Linked DNA regions of Mus musculus: all the other regions are linked to region 1. Evidence: chromatin contacts called from public Hi-C and HiChIP or PLAC-seq data. All regions are on one chromosome and are shown on one strand. The core of a region is the stretch at or near the end of the contact, and the rest is flanking DNA. Distances in the headings are between cores, read along the strand shown.

The links. A called contact is a pair of places that touch in the nucleus more often than the background predicts. HiChIP or PLAC-seq counts read pairs in DNA pulled down with a chosen protein or histone mark.
Region 2: a contact with region 1 is called in an H3K27ac HiChIP or PLAC-seq map of thymic regulatory T cells, with 6 times the contacts expected there. The contact joins two enhancer-like sites. A contact is called at or near these places in 8 of 39 promoter capture datasets (the 3T3-L1 cell line, Sertoli cells, embryonic stem cells and 3 more), 2 of 15 datasets of contacts at CTCF or cohesin (CD8 T cells and large pre-B cells), 11 of 484 Hi-C or Micro-C datasets (CD4 T cells, CD8 T cells, the N1E-115 cell line and 7 more), 19 of 115 datasets of contacts at active chromatin or transcription factors (the 230-238 cell line, CD8 T cells, the SCID.adh cell line and 13 more) and 1 of 9 other capture datasets (liver).
Region 3: an H3K4me3 HiChIP or PLAC-seq map of bone marrow-derived macrophages shows a contact between it and region 1, with 5 times the contacts expected there. The contact joins two enhancer-like sites. A contact is called at or near these places in 7 of 39 promoter capture datasets (the 3T3-L1 cell line, the C10 cell line, epiblast stem cells and 3 more), 3 of 15 datasets of contacts at CTCF or cohesin (CD8 T cells, the NIH/3T3 cell line and large pre-B cells), 7 of 484 Hi-C or Micro-C datasets (B cells, bone marrow-derived macrophages, embryonic stem cells and 4 more), 9 of 115 datasets of contacts at active chromatin or transcription factors (CD8 T cells, the SCID.adh cell line, bone marrow-derived macrophages and 6 more) and 5 of 9 other capture datasets (adipose tissue, bone marrow-derived macrophages, embryonic stem cells and 2 more).
Region 4: a Hi-C map of liver shows a contact between it and region 1, with 2.9 times the contacts expected there. The contact joins two enhancer-like sites. A contact is called at or near these places in 7 of 39 promoter capture datasets (3T3-L1-derived adipocytes, the HPC-7 cell line, HPC-7-derived erythroid cells and 4 more), 4 of 484 Hi-C or Micro-C datasets (bone marrow-derived macrophages, embryonic stem cells, group 2 innate lymphoid cells and 1 more), 10 of 115 datasets of contacts at active chromatin or transcription factors (bone marrow-derived macrophages, craniofacial prominence, embryonic forebrain and 4 more) and 1 of 9 other capture datasets (embryonic stem cells).

Annotation. Positions count from the first base shown.
Region 1 is chr11:22,870,597-22,873,296 of GRCm38.p6, forward strand. No RefSeq gene overlaps it. Among named protein-coding and RNA genes, the nearest start is that of Gm24917, 3.0 kb to the left of the region's middle. Within about 2 kb of position 1,430, at least 132 of the 459 cell types and tissues checked have an H3K27ac peak or open chromatin away from gene starts, as enhancers often do. A contact at or near this core is called in B cells, CD8 T cells, the N1E-115 cell line and 13 more, where this site is marked.
Region 2 is chr11:22,692,167-22,694,866 of GRCm38.p6, forward strand. No RefSeq gene overlaps it. Among named protein-coding and RNA genes, the nearest start is that of Gm40816, 39 kb to the left of the region's middle. Within about 2 kb of position 1,390, at least 112 of the 459 cell types and tissues checked have an H3K27ac peak or open chromatin away from gene starts, as enhancers often do. A contact at or near this core is called in CD8 T cells, the N1E-115 cell line, the SCID.adh cell line and 10 more, where this site is marked.
Region 3 is chr11:22,665,294-22,667,993 of GRCm38.p6, forward strand. Gm40816 (a long non-coding RNA gene) reads left to right here. Exons shown (of 3, transcript XR_872306.2): 3 at 806-1,231. Among named protein-coding and RNA genes, the nearest start is that of Gm40816, 13 kb to the left of the region's middle. Within about 2 kb of position 1,383, at least 67 of the 459 cell types and tissues checked have an H3K27ac peak or open chromatin away from gene starts, as enhancers often do. A contact at or near this core is called in B cells, the SCID.adh cell line, bone marrow-derived macrophages and 1 more, where this site is marked.
Region 4 is chr11:22,616,270-22,618,969 of GRCm38.p6, forward strand. It overlaps Gm12052 (predicted gene 12052), which reads left to right. Exons shown (of 5, transcript NR_166746.1): 3 at 132-220; 4 at 1,088-1,561; 5 at 2,052-2,223. Among named protein-coding and RNA genes, the nearest start is that of Gm12052, 5.9 kb to the left of the region's middle. Within about 2 kb of position 1,407, at least 136 of the 459 cell types and tissues checked have an H3K27ac peak or open chromatin away from gene starts, as enhancers often do. A contact at or near this core is called in bone marrow-derived macrophages, heart atrium and liver, where this site is marked.

The sequences.
Region 1 (2,700 bases), core at 180-2,679:
TCCAGAGCACTGGACGTACAAGTATATACCACCATATTCAGCTCCTCTATGCAATTCTTTTTATTTCTATTTTAGTGTCCACATTTCCACAGATCAAATGGGAGGGTCTTTGCATGTACCCCTGAGCCTGTTCTTAGCTCAGATGGGATGGTCCTTGCATATATGCCCTGAGCCTGCTCTTAGCATTGAGCTACACCTAAAGCCCTCTTGTCATTCTAAAGCCCACAGAGCACTGAAATATTAAAGTTTTTTTTTCACAAGATGACACCAAAATCAGATTTGCTACAAAATCCTACAGTTATCTATCAACCCCATTTTATTTCCACCATGTTCCATTACATATGTGTTATGTGTTTGATCAAAAGCATTTGCCAAAATAGATGAATATGAATATAGTGAAACTTGAGAGTATCAGGTAGTATATGGGATGCTTGTCTGATTCCTTCTCTAAAACTGGGGACATGCTAACTCTTGAATGAAGATTGTGGGCCAGCATTGGAATCTGAAGAAAGGAAATATAACCCCAGTTGAGGTCAGAATAGTAGGTCCTTTGGAATCAAGGTTTAGTTCCAAGGCTTGTATTGACCAAGAGCAAAAAGCATTGTATACCTCCTACTATGAGCAGTGAATGCCTAATGGGGAGCCACCTCACATCTTGTACATAGGGTCTACAAAAATAAAGTAAAAAGTCAGGACCCCAACCTGTCATATCTTTTGGTGGCCAGAAGCACTCATTTCTGTTGTATGTGTATATGTACATATACATAATACATATCCACATATACATATGTATTTATAATGAGAGAATAGAGCCCTTGGAAATTATAGCTAGTTAGTGAACCGGTCAAAAAGGCAAATCTAGCAAAAGGAACCGAAGAAGTAGGAAGAAACCTCAGAGTGTGGCCAACAGCCACAGAGAGCTCACCTCATAGAGAGAGATGAGCATGAAGCAAAGAGGGTTCACGCTGCTCAGCCCTTGTCTCACAGAGGCCTGGGGACATGCTGAAGCCCCGTTTATCTTCTTAAAGCAAAACTGAAGAGTTTTCATTGTAGGTTCCCAATAAAGGCACTTTCATTCACTTATCAGTGACAGCCACAGAGCAGGGGTGGATTTGGGACAAAAGGCTGGGAAAAGAACAGCACAGATATGAGAAGTGGGGGAATTTGCTCAATCCATGAACGTTACTTCCTGCCAAATGGAAGAGCGAGAGATCTGGGTAATGAGAACAGGGGAGAGCAGTGTGCTGAGCGGAAACAGGAAGGGCCGTGGCAGATGAGAAAGGAGATTAATGCAATCAACACTTATCCCAGCTTTAGAGATGGAGCAATTTATAGAAATGAGAGAAATGAAATCAATTGTCCTATTTCAAAACTATGAGAAAGAAGGGAAAGCGAAACCAACAGTGAGAGGATCTCTTTGGAGAACAGCTCAATACCAACAAAGCTGGGACTCACACTGAGGCTCAGCCCCCAGTCTGGTGCTGTTTCCCCTATAAATATAAAAGCTCACTACTGCCTCTTTCTCATTTCCTGCCTGTTTCCTTCCTTGTATGAGAATGAGGGTTGGCAGCTGTCTCCATGTGCATGTGAACTTCCAACTGCCTCAGACTGAAACCTTCTCCCTGTCCAGCGGTGCCTGAAGTGGGTGGGGGATCAAGGTTGGCTTCCTCACATCCTGCGGGGGAAGGGGCAAATCTGACAGCACATTTGTAAACTGTAATGGTAGAGAGGACAGCATGCTCCGTTTTCCAAATGGTAATTATTATTTTCATAATCAGCATTTATTGTTTTTAAATGACAGCGTGGGCAGCCGGGGATAATGATTAAAGAGAAACAAGCTCTGTCAGTGTGACCAGAAATCAGCAGGATGTGCCACTGAAAAACCAGGCAAGGCTCCACGGGGAGTCAGCTTCTGCTTCCTTTAGGCTTGGTCTGGTCTGAGGGTAAACTTCTGTGTAAGGCCACAACTTGGCTAAGGGAGACACTGCACTAACCAAGGATAAAAATTAGACACCAGAAGGTGATGTGGAGGGTCACATCTGCAATCCCAGCATTAGAGAGACTGAGGCAGGGGGACCAAGACTCTTCAGGAAAGCTTGGGCCTCATGGTGAGTAGGGGGCCAGCTTACTATCCAGAGAAAGACCCTGTCTGGAGATAGAAAAGCATTTGAGAACGAGAGGAAGCTAAATTCCTCTGGGGTAACACTCAAAGAAATAGTACCTGGTTACTTCCCATGAGCAGACAGAAGAACGAAGCTGGTCCTTACCCTTCACACATGCGGTGTTTGGTGTCTGCTTTGTTCTCCTTCGTAGACGTGCCGCCTCACAAACAGCAAGATAACGGTGTGTCAGGTCTTCTGAGATCCTGCACATCCTTTCCACGACATTTTCAGACATATTAGTCTCAATGGGTGTTCTGTGTTCCAAGATGTCACAAGCCACTGTTTTCCCTTTCCTTTAGCCAATGGTGTACAGTTAGCCATTACAGAAATGATAGCCAGGCACTGCCAGAAGACCAGACCCTTACTTATAGTCATCAATGGAACAGGCATTTGCCTCAAGACTGGAAAATCCTCAGGCTTAACGTTAAAACATGCTGTTCTGGATAGACAAGGGCTTCAAGGGCAGTTTCGCCCTTATTTGGTGGGAAGAGCCTTGCTGCTGTGTCAAGTCAGAAGCAGGAAGCTATTATAATTTGCT
Region 2 (2,700 bases), core at 140-2,639, 180 kb before region 1:
TTATAATTTTAGAGAAAAGACTAAATAAAATCTATAAATGTACTAATGCTAAGTTAGCTGTGAGCTTTGCCTAGGAATTGTGTGGAATCCCCTCATGTGAGGCAAGTCTTTCCCCTGCCTGACCCAAGAGCTGTAACTCTTTTACTAGTGTAGAGAAATTTTAATTCTTTGTGGTCAACTGGTTTAATAGTTTGAAAGTAGAAGGAAGGGTCACAAACATCTCTTTTTAGAATCCAGTTTCTATGGCCAGGTGTCAACACAGGGTGACAGTGACAGTTCCTCCATCTTCAAAGTTGTCAACATATCATTTTCCGATCTGTCTCTGGCCTGTTTCCATCATCTGAATCTGACCCAACCCCAACCCTACAGCGTGCCCACCCCCTTCTGCTCATGCGTGAGCCTGCTTTCCTCTCCTAAGAACCTTTTTGTTGACACTGAGTTTGCTCATGTAATCCAGTATAATCTTCTCACATCTCAAAATCCATAACTAATCACATCTGCAAAAGCCTCCTTTGCGTGTAACATGACATATTCACAGATCTGGGAGATTAGCATCATGGACATCTCCAAGGTATTTTTCTGCCTGCTATTTCAGATGCTGAAATAGTTACCAAGCCCTAGTGTGGTGACTTTTGTTGTGTAGCTCAGAAAAAAAGCCCTTGTGCTGCTTAGCTCTGAATCGGGTCTCTGCCCTGGGGAGATGACCCGATAAGGCCAGCCAAAGGGTAAATACTAGGGTGGCAATATCATAGCTGGAAACTCCCATCTGAAGCACAGCTTTGGAACCATGAAAGAAAATGACTGTAAACACCACAGCTGAGCCACAGAACTTTCTCAGAGGAGCTACACTTGGTTATAAATATAACACTAACCCAACACTCTCCTGGGTAAAGCCCCTTCATGATTCCCCCATGCTTTAGAAAAGGGAAAAAAGAAAGTCTCAGAAGAGGGTTTTTCAACCTCAACTCTGACAATGCTCTGAGCCAGGTCGTCCTTTGTGGTCAAGGGCTTTCCTGTGCATTGCTGAGACTTTATTTCCTTAGAGTGACTCACCCAGACCCCACACAGCCTTATGACACTCTGCTGGATGTCCCTAGAGGGCAGAATTGTACTCAACTGAGATGCCCTGTTCTGGAAGAGCCTCCAGGATCTGAGTCTGGCAACTGTCCAATTCTGTGCTTTCTTCTCCAGCTACCTTAGGGATGAAAGGTAAGGACTGTCTCAGCAGAGCTCACTGTCCCTCCACTTATCTACCTCTTGTCACCTAGAATTGGTTTCCTTGTGTCTGAGTCAAATGTTTCCCACTTGCCTCTGACCCCCACACACCACCCCTGCTCTGCCTATGCTGTGGCAGCCTGATCCTCTGTATATCCCTCTTCATAACTGCCTAACCACAGACTCACTTCTTAGGAACTGTGCCCCTAGCACTGCATGATGGGTACACGTTGTTGCCCAATCTACTGCTGCACCACATCAGACAACCAAGACAGGAATCAAAGTGTGAAGAATGGCGGGTGAATCAGCCCCTAAGGAAAGAAATGAATTTTGCTAGTGATGGCTGGCCCTACTACAGTTAGTAGGTAACTTGAGTATGATTTGGGAAAGTCTTCTGAAGACAGTGAGCCCAGGGTTCCTACACATCAGGACTCCTTTCCACCAGGACTTCTGTCCAATTACGGCCTCCCTGTGGGAAAGTCAGCACCATGAACTTGGTACCTAGCAATGGTCCACTGAGAGAGGATGTCAGCTCAGTTGTAGCTCTCCCAAATCAGAGACATCAAGATCCTAGGATGTTCCTTCTGTGTTGCCTACCCAACCTGGGTCAGGGATACACAACAGCACAAAGACCTCATGCCACAGAAACTAAGCAAAGCTCATTGGATGACCCCAGTTTAAAAGAAAGAAACCTCAGACTCTAAAATGGAACCTTCTGGACAAGACTAAAATTACAAGGGCCTGTCTCCGAGGGCACTGCCAGAGTTTCCCAGGACATGAGGTTAGTTCTCCTGCTTCCCCATGTGGGGGCGCAGCAGGCTTCACCCCATTCCTCACAGGTTCCCAAATATAAGCACCTGCATCCCACAAGACATCAGTATCTGAGTTAAGTGTCCTAACTTTGGTCAAGATATTGACAAATATATAATTGTTGCATTATTATTCATTTAATATTCCTTTAGATATGTATATATGTGTATATATTTTACCTATATATGTGTATATATATCCTTAGATATGTATATATGTATTATAGCAATTCTGATTATATAACTAACATGTTCATTGTAAAAAATAAAGATGTTAAGCAACTCAAAAAATAAATTTTAAAAGCACCTTTTCTACATCTCTTTAACCAAATAGACACACAATGTGACTTTTACATACCAAGCAAATGAATTAAAAAAAAAAAAAAAACAGATTGTATCTGCATGGTTTGGTCAGTTTCAAGAATTGCATGGCTAAACTTTTCTGTATCATCCAATTCTGTGTCTTTGGAAGACTTAAAGCTTCTAGACATCTCTGAGGACCTCTCACATTCTGTGAAGAAGGCAGGAAAGGGAGGCCACAAGTGCCAGGCCAGAGGGCTCCACTCATGACAGCACGGTGTTCCAGCCTTCTGCTCAGCACGGGATCCTTCTAGTCCTGGGAAGACTCTACTGGCACGGCAGGCTAGGGCACAAGGTTCCCGTCTCCCAGAGGCAT
Region 3 (2,700 bases), core at 133-2,632, 210 kb before region 1:
ACAAAAGACGTCAGCATTGTCAGGAGAATGTTCTCACCAGGCTTCTATCCCACCAAGTTGTGACAGAAGTGTCCTTTAACTACAGGTGTCACCTCATCCACTCAATAACAGTCACACTTGACCCCTGAAGATCCACACAGTCTCCAAGGTCAGAAGAAAGAGGCAGAGTTGCTAACTTTTGAGAAAATTTAGTATAAGCCAGACATGGTGAAACATACTGTCTTCCCAGCATCTAGGAGATTGAGGTTGAGACAGGAGGATTAGAATTTTAAGGTCTTCCTGCATTACATAGTGAGTGTGAGAGTATCCTGAGCTACATGAGAAGCTAGAAAGAAAAGGAGATGGTGAGAAAAGGGGAAAGAAAAGGGGAGGAAAGAGGAAGAGGGAAGGGAAAGAGGGAAGGGGAAGGGAAGAGGGGCAGGGAGGGAAAGAGAAGAGGGAGAGGGGAGAGGAGGAGGAGAGGGGAGGAGAGAATAAGAGAGAGGAGGGAAGGAAGGGAAGGTGTGGAAAGGGGAGGGGAGGGGAGAGGGAAAAGGAGGGGAGGGAATGGGAAGACGGAAAGGGGGGAAGAAGGGAGGGGAGAGGAAGAAGGAAGGGAAAGGGAAGAGGAGGAAAGGGGAGAGGAGGAGAGGGGAGGAGAGAATAGGAGAGGGGAGGGAAGGAATGAAAGATGAAGGAAGGGGGGGAGAGGGAGAGGAAAGGGGAGGAGGACAGGGAAGAGGAGTGAAGGGAAGAGGCACGTGGCTACATAATGGTTATAGTGTTCAAATTTTACAGTTCCTCTTTTCTTGTCTGTCTGTTCCAGGTAGTGGGCAGGAAATACATATATGGTTACTTCTCTTCCTGTCATTTTGCCAGGAAGCAGGAGTTTTTGAGCCCAGCATGCAGACAGCTGGATTGCATAAAGCTGAGCACACTACAGAATGATGTGGCTTTAGATCTCTACTTCCTGAAATCTGTTGCCGGGACTTCCCTTCAACCTTTGTAACCTCACATACAGGCCGTTCTGACAGGAGACGTGGACTCAGGGTTAAGGGGATGAGCAGAGAAGCAATGCCAGGGAGGGCTGCCCAAGAACAGGTTCCTAACATGGGCAAGCCCTTCCTGTTGGCTGGGAGAGACTGGGTCTACAGGTGTGCACATGCTTAACAGTCTCGTGGCTCTGGGTTCAATCTCCAGAACTGTAAACGCCACGAAAGATCACAAAAAAAAAAAAAAAAAAACCAAAAAACCAAGATATGCACATTGTAGTCAGTACACAGATAGCGCCCCCACCAGAGCCCTCTTGTCACACTTTCACAGCCACAACCATTTCATCCTGCTCCCATCGATGCCTTACCTCTTGTAACCAGTACTGTGATTGTTGGTTTTAGGAGAGAGATGTTATTGTTTGATATGGGTGTGGGTGCACATGCCCATATGAGAGATACAAGTGGGTGTACAGAGAGGCCCATGTGGTACTCCAGAGTAGGCTTTTGTGTTTACTGCACCTCTGCCCCTATCTGATTGCTTTGAGACACTGTCTCACTGAACAAGAAGCTCACCATTTGGCTAGACTGGCTGGCCAGCAAGCTCTCCAGATCTGCCCACTCTGGCCCCAGTGCTGAGGTTATGAGCTCCTATTTACATGGGAGCTGGGTATTTAAACTCAAGTCTTTGTGGTTGCAAAGGGGGCATTCTTGCCCACTGACCCATCTTCCCAACTATATGAATCTGCTTTTGGTTAATTTTATTTCAAGAATGTCATATCTAAATAAAAAACATAACAAGATGCTATTAAATGGTATAATACAGGAAGCACTCTTTGGGTGTGTTTTTCCCTTAGATGAACAGTTTGTTTAGCCCTTTACCTGGAAAGGCTTTCTTTCTCTAGCATCCTATCCTGCCATATGTGGTTATTACTTCTGGTAATGACTTATAAACATACTGCATTGACCAATTCAATTAGCTTCTCTGATCTTAATTTACTAGAATCCTTTTACTCTTAAGTTTCATAAGCACCATCATGAATACTCTTCATCAGGAAAATCTGGGGCTGATGAGATGGCTCAAGGGATTAAGGCACTTGCTGCAAAGTGTGGAGACCTGAGTTCAGTCCCCAGGACCCACCTGGTAAAAGAGAACTGATTCCCATAAGTTGTCCTCTGACCTCTACATGTAAATTGTGGTGTACCTCTCTCCAAATGCCCCAAAATAAATGTATGTTTAAAAAAAATAAAGAAGAGTCTAGCTCATGGTTTCCTATCCCCTGGGCACGCCTTAGCTTAACATTATAAAATTTAGACTTGGGCTTTCTCTCTGCCCTTGCTAGCATTGCTGAGGATGGCGTATACCGGCTAAGTGTGCAGGAATGGTGAGGCGGACAGGGTTTATTCACACAGAACAGAATCCTGTTGGAGAGTCTAACTAAAGCACTATCAGGCCTTTGGTGTTTTGAACAGTAGCTAGTGGTGTTCTGTGCACAATTTTACTGTATAATTTTCTATGCATACTGTGATATCTGATCAAAGTTTGAGTCTGAGATGCCACATATTTAGACAATCTTAAATTACTTTCATTGTTTTACAGCTTAGTTGAATTTTAATCTTGTTGAAATTTGTCCTTAAACATACTTTACAGTGAGTGGAAGGGTGCCAGGAGCATCATTCATTATAGCTACTCATGTTGCTATAGTGGCTGGAATGACATTTACCAACTACA
Region 4 (2,700 bases), core at 157-2,656, 250 kb before region 1:
TTACAGATACTTGTCTATGTTCTGTTGTGAATGTCAGCATTCAGTAACTTACCTTAACAATATCGAGCCTGTTGTTGCTGATTGTTAGTATTTTGGCTCTATGAGTTGTTTTGTTGCTTTGTTTGTCTTAGAGAGCTATTTCATCAGGACCTGAGAAAGCTTAGCCCTCAGAAGTGCTTATAGTGAGACCACACAATGACATGCAACATCACTCAGACTCGTGAGTATTCTCCATCCCCCTTTGGTTAGGAGCTTCCACGGATGACATAAAAAGGAAATTTAGCATTGCAGATGATCCTGTGAAACAAGTATATCTGGCAGTGTGGCAATTGTTTGAGGTACTAGAAAGTGTTAGTTAGCCCCGCTTTACTCTGTTACAAACATCTCTTGTAAAGGTGAAGAAAATGAGCTGAAGAACAAAGTCAACATTCCATAGACTGAGGTAGTCAGGAAACATGGTCAGGGAAATGGGGGACTCAGTTAGATGCAACCCAGGACAGCTAAGACGGGGCCTGGCTCTGCATGTCTTTGATTTGACCATGTCACCACAAAGAAATTCCAAAGAGACAAGCCTCCTAGACCAAGCTGATGCAGATTTCAGGCATACAGTAAAGGGCCATCCACCAAGGGTCTCTCTCAGGGCTGTCTTTGCTGCAGCACCGAATGCCCTACAGAGCTAGTATGCTGCAGCTTCCCAAAGTCAGGGTGGACCGGAAGACCCTCCCGCCCCTTTCAGACACATATTCTGCCTGATACAAAACAACCACTCAGTCCACGATACCTGTGTTGTTTTCCAACTATCTTAAAGATTTTCAATCAGAAATTCTACAAGCAAGAAAAACACATGACATTCCCAACTACGGAAATGTATATCCATACCACCATACACAAGTGTTTATAGCTACTTTTTATTCATCGTGAATAATGAATCTGCTTTAAAGACAGGCTGTTGAGTTCGAGACCAGAATTTAGTTTCTCCTTGTCTGCAGCATTCCATGCTGGCATCAAGAGGGCCTCCTTTAATTAGGAAGGACACAAGTGGAAAAGAACGTAATTGGGCTGAGGTTTTAATGCCTGGCTTTGCCAGGCTCTCTTACTGCAGACCCGAGGCACTGGCCCAAGCATTCCACCAGGCTCCACCCAAACCCACCAGCTGGACGAGGAACCACGGGACGTTAGAATCAGAGTAACTTTGGCCAACAATCTGAGACACTTGGGAGAAAATTCATTCTAAATCTAACAGCTTCCTGCTCTCAGGAAGGCCTCTGGGCTTCCGGTGCCTCTGGTCCTCCTTCCCGGCTCTTCTGTGGAGGCTAGCTTCCTCCAAGCTGACCCCGAGGGAGCCGCCTTCTCGTAGGTGGAAAGCGAAGAGAAGAGAGCGGGTAAGCAGTGGAGACACATTGGCTGTACTCAGGACCTGTACCAGAGGTGGCAGGAGGACACCACCGAGCCCTGCTCCACCCATCGCAGCCTCGAGACCCTCTGCGCGGGGATGCTGACCCCTGCTGGCCACCTGAGAGATTGCAGCGTGGCCGACTCCCAAGGGGCGGCAAGTGTAAGGGTAAGGGTAAGGAGATGGGGATGGGAAAGGGGTTGCTGTGTAGTAAGCGTGGGTGGTAGAAGACTAGGGCCAGGATGTTGGGCACCATCAGAGGCCCCTCCACCACCCGGTGGCTGCCCAAGTGCTGTCCGCTCCTCTTGTTTCTAGGAAAAAGAGTGAGAGGAGCCGTAAGGGCTATGGAGCCCAAATCAGCATGCCTCTAGGACCTACCTGAGCCTCCAGAAGACCCCTCAACAGGAACCGTTGTCCGAACCAACCAACTCCAAACCTAAACCTCAGAGGCCTCCTCATGCAGACAGATTGCTGACCTATCTCTGGGGTAGTCAGCTGAAATACCCCAGAGATATTCACGGCCTAATCCCAGGAAGTTTCTTTAAATGGCAAAAGAAACCTAGAGTGTGTTACCCTCGATTATTTAGGTAGATTCTACATGTAATCAGGTATATCACCAAAGGGGAAGTGAGGTAAAGGAATATTTATTTCACTACAGAACAGAAGGCAAGCCATCTTGCAGGAGGACCTGAGGAGAGAAGGAGAGAGTCAGGAGAGAACAGATTCCCTCTACAGTGCCCAGAGTCTCCCCTGACTGATTTGGACCCAATGAAATTCCAAACTCTGGTGTCAAGAACTTTAAAAGAATAAATGTGTGCTGTTTTGAGGTATTGAGTTTGTAGCTTTTTTAAAAAAGCAGCAGCACTGAGGTAATGTGTTGCTTCCCACTCAGTAGTGAGTTCTTAGAATTAAGTGGCTAATGAACAAGACAAACCCCATTTCCATCCCCAGGGAGTTTTATCTGCCATCTCCTGAGCTTTAAAATATTGCTGGCAAATTCTTAGATAGGGTAGCAGAGAAGACAAGGAACACATCAAAAAGACTAGCCCGTAGACATGCAACAAACAAACAAACAACAGCAACGAAGAACAGATTTCACACCTGCTGGGCAGCTACAGTCAAAGTGACAGGGGCAAGCAGTTTCTTGTTTGTTTGTTGTTGTTTGTTTATTTTGCTTTTTTGATGACTTGGAGAAGCCCAGTCCGCACACACTGTTGGAGGGACTCTATGGCATACCCAACCTGGAAAGTAGCTTGGCAATTTCTTTTAAAACTGAGCATACATAACCGGATCACTCGGCACTGTGT